Linked DNA regions of Mus musculus: all the other regions are linked to region 1. Evidence: chromatin contacts called from public HiChIP or PLAC-seq and promoter capture Hi-C data. All regions are on one chromosome and are shown on one strand. The core of a region is the stretch at or near the end of the contact, and the rest is flanking DNA. Distances in the headings are between cores, read along the strand shown.

Region 1 (3,062 bases), core at 312-2,811:
TTTTTTAAGACAAGCTCTCACTCTGTAACCTAGGCTACATAGTCTAAACTGCGCTTTTTTTTTTTTTTTTTTTTTTGGGTTTGCTGTTGTGTTTGTTTGTTTGTTTGAGACAGGGTTTCTCTGTGTAGCCCTGGCTCTCCTGGAACTCACTCTGTAGAACAGGCTGGTCTTGAACTCAGAAATTCTCCTGCCTCTGCCTCCTAAGTGCTAAAGTGCTCTTAAACTCCCAGCAATCCTCCTGTCTCAATCCCGGGTACTAGGATTAAGAGGCTTGAATCTGGCCTTGGAAAGTTTGATCAGTTCTATTATCAGTTGGACATCTCAGTTATTCACTTAATCACATATTCAAGGAATTTTTACCAATAAATACTGAGAGTCAAAACGTGACCTTGTGGCCGGGCGTGGTGGCGCACAACTTTAATCCCAGCACTCGAGGCAGAGGCAGGCCGATTTCTGAGTTTGAGGCCAGCCTGGTCTACAAACTGAGTTTTGAGAGAAACCCTGTCTCAAAAAAACAAACAAAAACAAACCAACCAACCAACCAAACAAACAAACAACCAAAATGACCTTGTCCTTGCTAGAAACAAACACCAAGGATCCTGAGTGTCGTGGACACAATGAGTCATATGAAGCGTCTGTCCTTACTGGAGTTCCTAGTTCAACAATTAGCAGCAACCTACCTGAATCAGAGTAGCACCCGTGTTAAAGAATGACAGCCCAGCCGTGGTTTTTGCTTAATTCCGTTTCTTTAGACTAACTTGATAAAGGATGTTCACAGAGATGGAGAAATCCCCATGAAAGTCACCCACCGGCAAGGGCAATAAAGGGAAAACTTTGAATGTGGTGGTCTGTGTTTGTAATACTCGGCATTTGGGAAGTGAAAACAGGTAGATCAGACTTCCTTGAGACCCTGTCCACTCAACAGAACCAACAACCAAAAATAAAACAAGAATAGAGAGGGAAGGAAGGGGAAAGAAAAAAAGCAAATTCAGAAAGTGTCGATGGTGTCTACCTAGACGGTTAATCTACTGCTTTCTGAATGGAGCAGTGATTCAAACTGAGAGGTAGGAACCCCAGTCAGGTGGCAATAATAGGTAAGATTGCTGGACATTATTGAAGGTGATTTGATAAATCTCAGGTGACGAATACAATATTTTTCTTTTAAACGCAAACGGACCAAACATCAACGGGCTAGTTTCCAAACCTGCAGTGTCCTACTTTTGTAGACTGAGTAAGGAATACCAGCACGCGCCTGGAATCCAGCACTTTGACATTTGAAGCAAAAAGAAAGGCCACGAGTTCGAAGCCACCTGGGCTGCGTATCCTGTTATTAAACAAACAAACCCCACCACTACCCATCAATTTCCTAGACTGTAGAGTTATGTTCTAAGTAACAGTCGACTTCGCCTTTCCAGTCAAAAAAGAAAACAAAACTACGAAAACTCCCTACAATCCTTGAAAGTGGAGGTGGGCGGCGCGGGATTCGCGCGGTACTTTGGGATCTGTAGTTTCTGGCCGACTCTTAATCCCAAGGTGCCCTGCGGCGGGTCGTCGCGTCTGCGCAGTGCAGGCGGCGGGCCGCGCAGAGTGAGAGGCTCTTTTGTTCGGCTGAGGGGAGGGCCGTTAGCGGGGCCTGCGGTACGCCGCTTCAGCGGGACGGTCGACTTGTGGCCACACGGCTCTTTGCTCCTCTGGGCGCGCTACTCCCCTCGGACCGCCCGACGCAACGCGCGAGTAGCGCGGCACCGATTCCTCTCGGACTCTCGGGCGCTGCTACGAGGTGAAGAGGCGGGCTGGAGGCGGGGTGTGTGGGGGGAGGGGACGCGGCAACGGCGGGAGGCCGCGGACCAGCGCGGGCCGCTAACGGAAGAGCGGAGACCGAGGAATGGGGGGCGCGCCCCGGCCCAGCGCCCGCCGGGTCCGCTTCCCGCGCAGAGCTCGCGGGTTGCGGGAGTGTGGAGAGGGCGGGGCAGCGAATCCAGAGCCCGGGAGCCGAGTGGTTCGCGATGAGCGGAGCCAGCGGAGGGTTAGCTTTTCAAGAACTGGACCAAGAGCGTTTGACCCGAGTGAGGGACTCTAGAGTTGGGCGGGAGAAAGAAAACTTTGGGACGTCCATAAGGGGGACAGGTGCTTTTGGGTGTGCGTGGCAGGGACCACGACTTCGTACTCTCGAGGTTTAGAAATGTAACCTGAGAAAGCGGACACGGTGGCAATCGCAAGCAACCCCCGTAGCACTTGGAGGAAAGAGAGAAAAAGTAACCTGAGGATATTGGGTCCAGTTGCCACTATCAGAGAAGTTTCTCTTGCCAGAGTTAAGAAGAAGTAACTTCCAATAAACTTGAACAGGAGGATTTGGGCAGCTCACGGTGTGCTAGCGGGGAAGAGATTTGTTGAATCCGTCTAGGGGTGGGGGTGGGGGGTCAGGCATTTTCTTGACCTTGTCTAAAAGTGGAGTTGCTGGGATAGGTAGGGTAGAAGTCTAGAGTGACTGGTCAAATGTGGAAGAAAATAAAGGGTCCCTGGGGATGTAACTTAGTTGGTAGAATGTTTGCCTAGCCCACTGCACAGGCCTGAATTCAATCCTCTGTACCTTATAAATTCGGGCTGGGCTTGATGGCATTCATGTAGCCCTTGGGAGCGGAAACAGGACGATCAGGAGTTTAAAGCCTTGCCTGGCCACCAGGGGAGTCAAGAAAGGGTGAAAAGGCCACTTTGTGCCTTGTAATGGGTCTTCAGTGTGAGTTGGGAGGCTGTGGAAGAACACGTGTAAGGCAAGACTCATCCAATGAAAGAGATCTGTTCTTTGTGCGTAAGCCTGGGGGCCTCAGTTTACCTCTCAGGATCCAGGTAAAGGTGGAAAGAGCGAGCAGACTTCACAGAATTGCCCTCTGAGCTACAAATTAGGGAAATGGCAGGGACCCTCGAAAGCAGGTGCATGCCCACCGGCAGCGAGAATATTTTTATTTAAAAAGCAGTATAGAAATATAGAACTCATTTCGGTGTGTGGTACTGAGGACCTTGCACACATGTAAGTTATCTACCACTGAGTTATGTTCCAATAC
Region 2 (2,700 bases), core at 166-2,665, 1.1 Mb before region 1:
CTTGTGTCTTCACATTCTCTCTCTCTCTCCCTCTCTCCCTCTCTCTCTCTCTCTCAGATGCCACCTGCTTCTGCCTCCTGGGTGCTGGGATTGAAGTCGTGCACCACTGCACCTAGCTTGCTTTCATGTTCGTTCGTTCGTTTTCTTTCTTCCTTTCTTTTAAATGTATATCTGGCTTCTTATATTTTAATAAGAAATAAATACCGATTGCAAATTTAAAATTGCATTTTATCTTTTAAATAAAAGTTAAGCTAAGAATAAGGAGCAGGTCTTTCTTAGAAGTCCAATGCACTATCCATTGCGCCACAGTGCCAGGGGTTTTCATGTTCTTTACAGATATTCTCAGGAGAGTTTGTATTTCGGGAGCAACAAGCCCAAAAAAATAAACTACTTCATTTTAGATTTGTGTCATGGAGAGGAATGCTATAAAAGTCACTATTTGCTTAATTGGCAAAATTGGAATGCAGACATGGATAATATTTACTTAAGTAAAAGGATAGTAGCCGGGCGTGGTGGCGGACGCTTTAATCCCAGCACTTGGGAGCCAGAGGCAGGCGGATTTCTGAATTCGAGGCCAGCCTGGTCTATAGAGTGAGTTCCAGGACAGCTAGGGCTACACAGAGAAACCCTGTCTCGAAAACAAACAAACAAACAAAAACAAAAAACAAAACAAAACAAAAAGTAAGAGGATAGATATCCTTGATCTTAGAGAATAGTAGGAGAAAGAGAAAAGTGGAGGGAGGCGAGGAGATGGAACAAAAACAACAACAAATACGCAAATTGTTGACAACAGGTGAACTTGAGAAGCCATACACATGATCTCCGTCCCTTTTTTGCAATTCCTCGAATATAACTTGGAAAAAAAGATGCCCAGAGATTTAGACCCTAAATCAAGAGCCTTTACTGAAGTATTGCAAGACCTGAATGACCGACTCCCTTCCTCTTCTTTCTAAGCCGTTTTTAAGGTTATGGAGTGGCTTGGAAGATCAACATCTTACGTCCCTGAGGGCTGTCCTTAACTTCCCTAGCAGTCTCTCAGTGCATGAATTATTTTACCTCACCTTTATCCAAAATGCCCACCCATTCCTTCACCACCTTGTGATTTCCTCTACCAAGTGGAAGCCCAACTCCTTTCCGATCCAGTCTGCTTCCGGCTTCTGGAACCACCTCCTTGAGGAATAGGCACGTGCATATATTACCAAGGAACTACAACTCCCGAAAGGCTTTGCGGCAACATCCCATCCGTTCTCACCAGTCAGAAACGGGTTTCCTGAAAGAGCCCGTTGCTGCATGATCTTTTGGGAGTTGTAGTTGACCTCATTAAAGCCACAGAGCCCGCGGAAGACTGCAAAACACGTTTCCCAGAATGCACGTCGCTCGGCTTCACCAATTGAAGGGTCGGATCTTGAAGAGGCGGGGGTCGGGGGGGGGGGAGGAGCTGCCTGGCGCACGCGCAGTATCCGGAGCTGGGGAATTCATGTGGAGGTCAGAGTGAAAGCAGGTAAGCGTGGTAGGAGCGGTAGAGGCCTCTGGTCCTATGTCCCTGTAGCCTGCCTCTGCTTTCCTATGTACAATGAGGGCATGGGATGCATGTGTGGGTACGCCTAGTGGAGAAGGGGGAAATCTCGGTCCAGAAGGAGTTAGGAATGTGCAAGGGGAGGGGACAGGATGAGGAAAAATCCAGAAGCTGGTGGAGTAAAAAGAGCTGGATGTCAGAGACAGAGGATAAATGTGCATGGAGAAATCCCGATACACAAGCAGTTGAAGTCTGAGAAAGGGGAGGGCGAGTTTGAGGATTGTACCAAGGGTGACGCAGGGGCGGGACATTAAAAAGTTCAAGGCTAACTGGTTTCTAGTTTGTCAGCTACGTGCCCCCACCCGTCCCGCCGCAGCCCCACCTCCAGTCCTTCACCGCTCTGCCTCGCTGCACCCCTGCCAGCCCCTGCTTTCCTATTAACTGGTATGGGGAGGAGTTCTACAATGTCTTCTAGAATTCGGTCTTCTCATTCTAACCCTGGTTCTACTACTTAAGAGTATAACCTCTCTATGCACTTCAGCAGTCATAACCTTCATAAAGTAACTGAAGGTTAAACAAGGCTGTCGGAGACCGTGTAACTTAAATGTTAACAGAAATTGCCCTTTTTGTTGTTGGCTTCAGCCGTGTAGCACCGGTCTCGCTTGTGGCCTATTGGTCTAGGAAAAGGGAGTGTGGTTTTTCTGTGTACTAAGTTCCTCGTGGGTACAAAGCACCGTTCCTACGCTGAGCCAAGTGTCGCAGACTCTTTCTCTGAATGGTTGTAAAGAAACACGTCCACAAACGCAGACATGATCTACAGTTTGCAAGGTGGTCAGTGTTATGGGGCGTTCAGTGAGTGAGTTTGGGCCCACAGGTGTAGACATATGAAAATGTATGTTGAGACATGAACTCTGTGCCTCAGAGCGGGCTTTCTCTGAGAATCTGGTGTCAAAGTGTTTTATGTTTACCCCGTGTTTAGGTGTGAGTGGAAGCAACAGAAGGAGTCATGGCTGCCAAAGTGTTTGAGTCCATTGGAAAGTTCGGCCTGGCGTTGGCAGTTGCAGGAGGCGTGGTGAACTCTGCTTTGTATAATGGTGAGGCGCGGAAGAGCTTTCTGCATAGTTTCTGTTGATCTGCATAGCCCATGTGTCATTCCTTTTAAAAAAAAAAAAAGATTTATTTAT
Region 3 (3,063 bases), core at 229-2,728, 1.9 Mb before region 1:
AACTAGCTCAGGGAGGGCGTGAAGGGGGGGGGGGGAGCAATGGAATCTTGGATGGTTTGGAGGAGGCGGGACTCCCTGCTTCCACGTTTACAGCTCTAAAGAAGCCGGTGGGGGAAGTGATACAGGATGTCTATGGGCCCTGCAAGGAGACCCCAGTGCCTTCCCACACCACCCACACAGTTTGACAAGATGAAGTTCCTAAGCAGATTGGACAGAGCACCTTTGCAGGGTGCAGGGAGCACCGGGGAAGAACGGACACTGTCTTTTAGCGACAACTTTAAATATAAGCTGCTGTTCTTGGGGGACTACAGATGACCCTTTCCTGACGGCAGAGGTGGGGAGCAATGGCCAAGATTTTCAGCAAAGAAGTGAGGACATGGGAAGAAACCATTAAATAAAGTCCCTCAGCTACCAAACACAAGTTTCTGCCACACACTGAGTTCACCTAGGTGTCCCCAGACCACATCCAAGTACAATTAGAAAAGAGGGCTCTCTGTAGCTTTGAGAACACCCCTCTATGGCCAAGTACCTTCTACCTGTTCATTCTGCATTGATATTGCTACATAAGAGGGCCTCTAACAAATCTCTGGCTGTGGCCACAGCTGACACAAGACCTTTTTCTAAAACATCCCTGGTCACAGGCTTCCTGCAACAAACTCACATCCCAGTGCTGGGATGGAGGAGGTCAGAGAAGAATTTATACAACATGCCCCAGGCCCCAGCTTTGAGGACCCAGAAAGCCCCCTGCCCACACTGCTGCTCATCACTTAATGCATAAGCATTCTTCTGGAAGGACAAGGATGTCAAAGGTCTCCCCAAGCCTCAGCCTCAGAGCTGTTATTTATTAGAAAGGTGTGTCTGGCATGGCAGAACAGATAGGCACCCCCTTCCTTTCAAACCACCACATATCTGACTCTTAGTATCTGTGAAGAGATGTATAACTGTTCACAAATATTCCTACCCTCCATTCCTGGGTCCACACCATGAGGTGATCCCCTCCCTCCAACAGGCACATCTGCTTAGCTGATAGGTTCTAATCAGATTAATCTAACTTATTCCTTAGTTCTTCCCCAGGATGCCTGAAAGATTACTAGGCATGGCCAGGAGGACCTTTTCCCAATTATTCCTGACACTGATCCCTTTGTAGTGTTTCCCAACTCAGATTCTCAGTTCTACATCCTTCTGATTTGAAGTCCCAGAAAGAAAGTACAAGGGGTATTCTCTACCCACACTCAGTATACTGAGGGCCCAGCCACACTCCAGTGACAGCACCTCTGGCCCATGTAGATCTGGGGGGCAAGGGCGGCAGAGTTGCGGGAGGGGGGGCGCTGGGTGGACTCCTTTCCCTTCCTTTCCCTCCTCCCCCCTCTTCGTTCCAAATTGGGGGCCGGGCCAGGCAGTTCTGATTGGCTGGGGGCCGGGCTGCTGGCTCCCCCTCTCCGAGAGGCAGGGTTCCTCCCAGCTCTCCATCAAGATGGTATAAAAGGGGCCCAGGCCAGTCGTCGGAGCAGACGGGAGTTTCTCCTCGGGACGGAGCAGGAGGCACGCGGAGTGAGGCCACGCATGAGCCGAAGCTAACCCCCCACCCCAGCCGCAAAGAGTCTACATGTCTAGGGTCTAGACATGTTCAGCTTTGTGGACCTCCGGCTCCTGCTCCTCTTAGGGGCCACTGCCCTCCTGACGCATGGCCAAGAAGACAGTAAGTTCCAAACTCTGGGGAGTTTACTACAGCTTCTTGGTATTGCGTTCTGTATAGAGGGGTCCTAGCAGATAAGACTTAAATGGAGGTGCAGGGCTGCTCCAGAGGCAGGGATGGGACGGTGATGGAGAGGAAACGGGATGAGAGAGGTCACCCTGTTGAGCAGATGAGGGGGAGCAGTTCTCAGAAGTGGAGCCTTGCATGAGATGGCCCAGGAAGAAATTTCAAGCACCCATCTGTAGCACAACAGGAAAAGTGGGAATCTGGACACGGGTTGGGGCAGAGTACGTCGAAAATGAAATAAGGCCTCTGGAATAGAGATTCGGAGCTCAAGATGTAAAAGCTATCAAAAAGGCTGCGGGATGATTCATAAGGAAAGATTGTTTGCCCTCTCTGCAGGCTAGACAGTGTTGCTGGGGCCTCCGGGGTGCTGGGCTCTCGGGGGGGGGGGAGGGGACGCACGGAGAGGGCGGGTTGCTGGATGAGAAAGTTTGGCTAGGACTTGACTGGGCGCGGTCCCTGTGCCTCCTGCTGGCCAGCCGAGAGCACTACGAGTCCTGGTACAGCACTTTACAGCGCACAGGCTGAGAAGGAAAACCTGGGTTATTGCGGACCCTCATCTCCAGACTAGGAAAATAAAAGCAGGGATGGATGGGGTAGCTCTGGTCTTTGAAAGAAGTGACCCAGGCCGAGTAAAAGTCGGTCCGCCCCTGCATTGCTTAGTTTTGCCCGCCACCTAGTGGTTGCCTTGATCAGGTCCTGGAGCGGTGGGCGTGGTTAACTCATCATTACTATTTGTAGACTTGACTTCTTTGGCTAAGGAGATTCCAAAGCACTACTGGCTTTGAAGGACCCGGCTTGTCTAGTTAGCAAGTTTTCAAGATTCCTGGGAGCTGGAAATTGGGATGTATCTAACTTTAGGGATACATTTTACTACACTGGACAGGGCTCCACTGAAATCAGCCCCTCCACATTGTAGCCCCGCCCATTCCGCCCCACCTGCCCCGGGAAAGGAGGTGGGACCAGGGCTGAATTTCCCCTTCTCTCCTCCCACCCCCGCCTCCTGTCTCCGCGCAAACCACGTCCCACGAGCCCCCACCTACTGCGTAGGAGCCCTCCTACTCTCCTTCAGCAGGCTTTTTTATTTCATTTGGTTCCCGCGCGCGTGGGCTGAAGTTGTTTGGAAGAAACCCCAGTCTAGAGCTTTGTTTAAATTCCTGAGAACTGGGACGTTATAGTCCTGGCCAGGCGCCCTGGTGCTGTCACTGAACGTCGCCGATATGGAGCAGACCTGCATTTAAGGATTTGAGGGAAGAATATAGGGAGTGGGGGGAAAGATTCAGGAAGTGGGAAGTCTCCGTGCG

What was found. HiChIP or PLAC-seq counts read pairs in DNA pulled down with a chosen protein or histone mark. Capture Hi-C pulls out chosen DNA fragments and counts their contacts.
Region 2: a contact with region 1 is called in a promoter capture Hi-C map of liver, with 2.1 times the contacts expected there. The contact joins the promoter of Phb here to the promoter of Cbx1 in region 1. A contact is called at or near these places in 1 of 484 Hi-C or Micro-C datasets (B cells), 2 of 115 datasets of contacts at active chromatin or transcription factors (astrocytes and pancreatic cancer cells) and 1 of 9 other capture datasets (liver).
Region 3: an HNF4G HiChIP or PLAC-seq map of pancreatic cancer cells shows a contact between it and region 1. The contact joins the promoter of Col1a1 here to the promoter of Cbx1 in region 1. A contact is called at or near these places in 1 of 39 promoter capture datasets (liver) and 1 of 115 datasets of contacts at active chromatin or transcription factors (pancreatic cancer cells).

Annotation. Positions count from the first base shown.
Region 1 is chr11:96,787,574-96,790,635 of GRCm38.p6, forward strand. It overlaps Cbx1 (chromobox 1), which reads left to right and starts at 1,562. Exons shown (of 5, transcript NM_001362560.1): 1 at 1,562-1,780.
Region 2 is chr11:95,665,542-95,668,241 of GRCm38.p6, forward strand. Phb (prohibitin) reads left to right here and starts at 1,416. Exons shown (of 7, transcript NM_008831.4): 1 at 1,416-1,501; 2 at 2,496-2,610. The coding sequence starts at 2,523.
Region 3 is chr11:94,934,746-94,937,808 of GRCm38.p6, forward strand. It overlaps Col1a1 (collagen, type I, alpha 1), which reads left to right and starts at 1,479. Exons shown (of 51, transcript NM_007742.4): 1 at 1,479-1,699. The coding sequence starts at 1,624.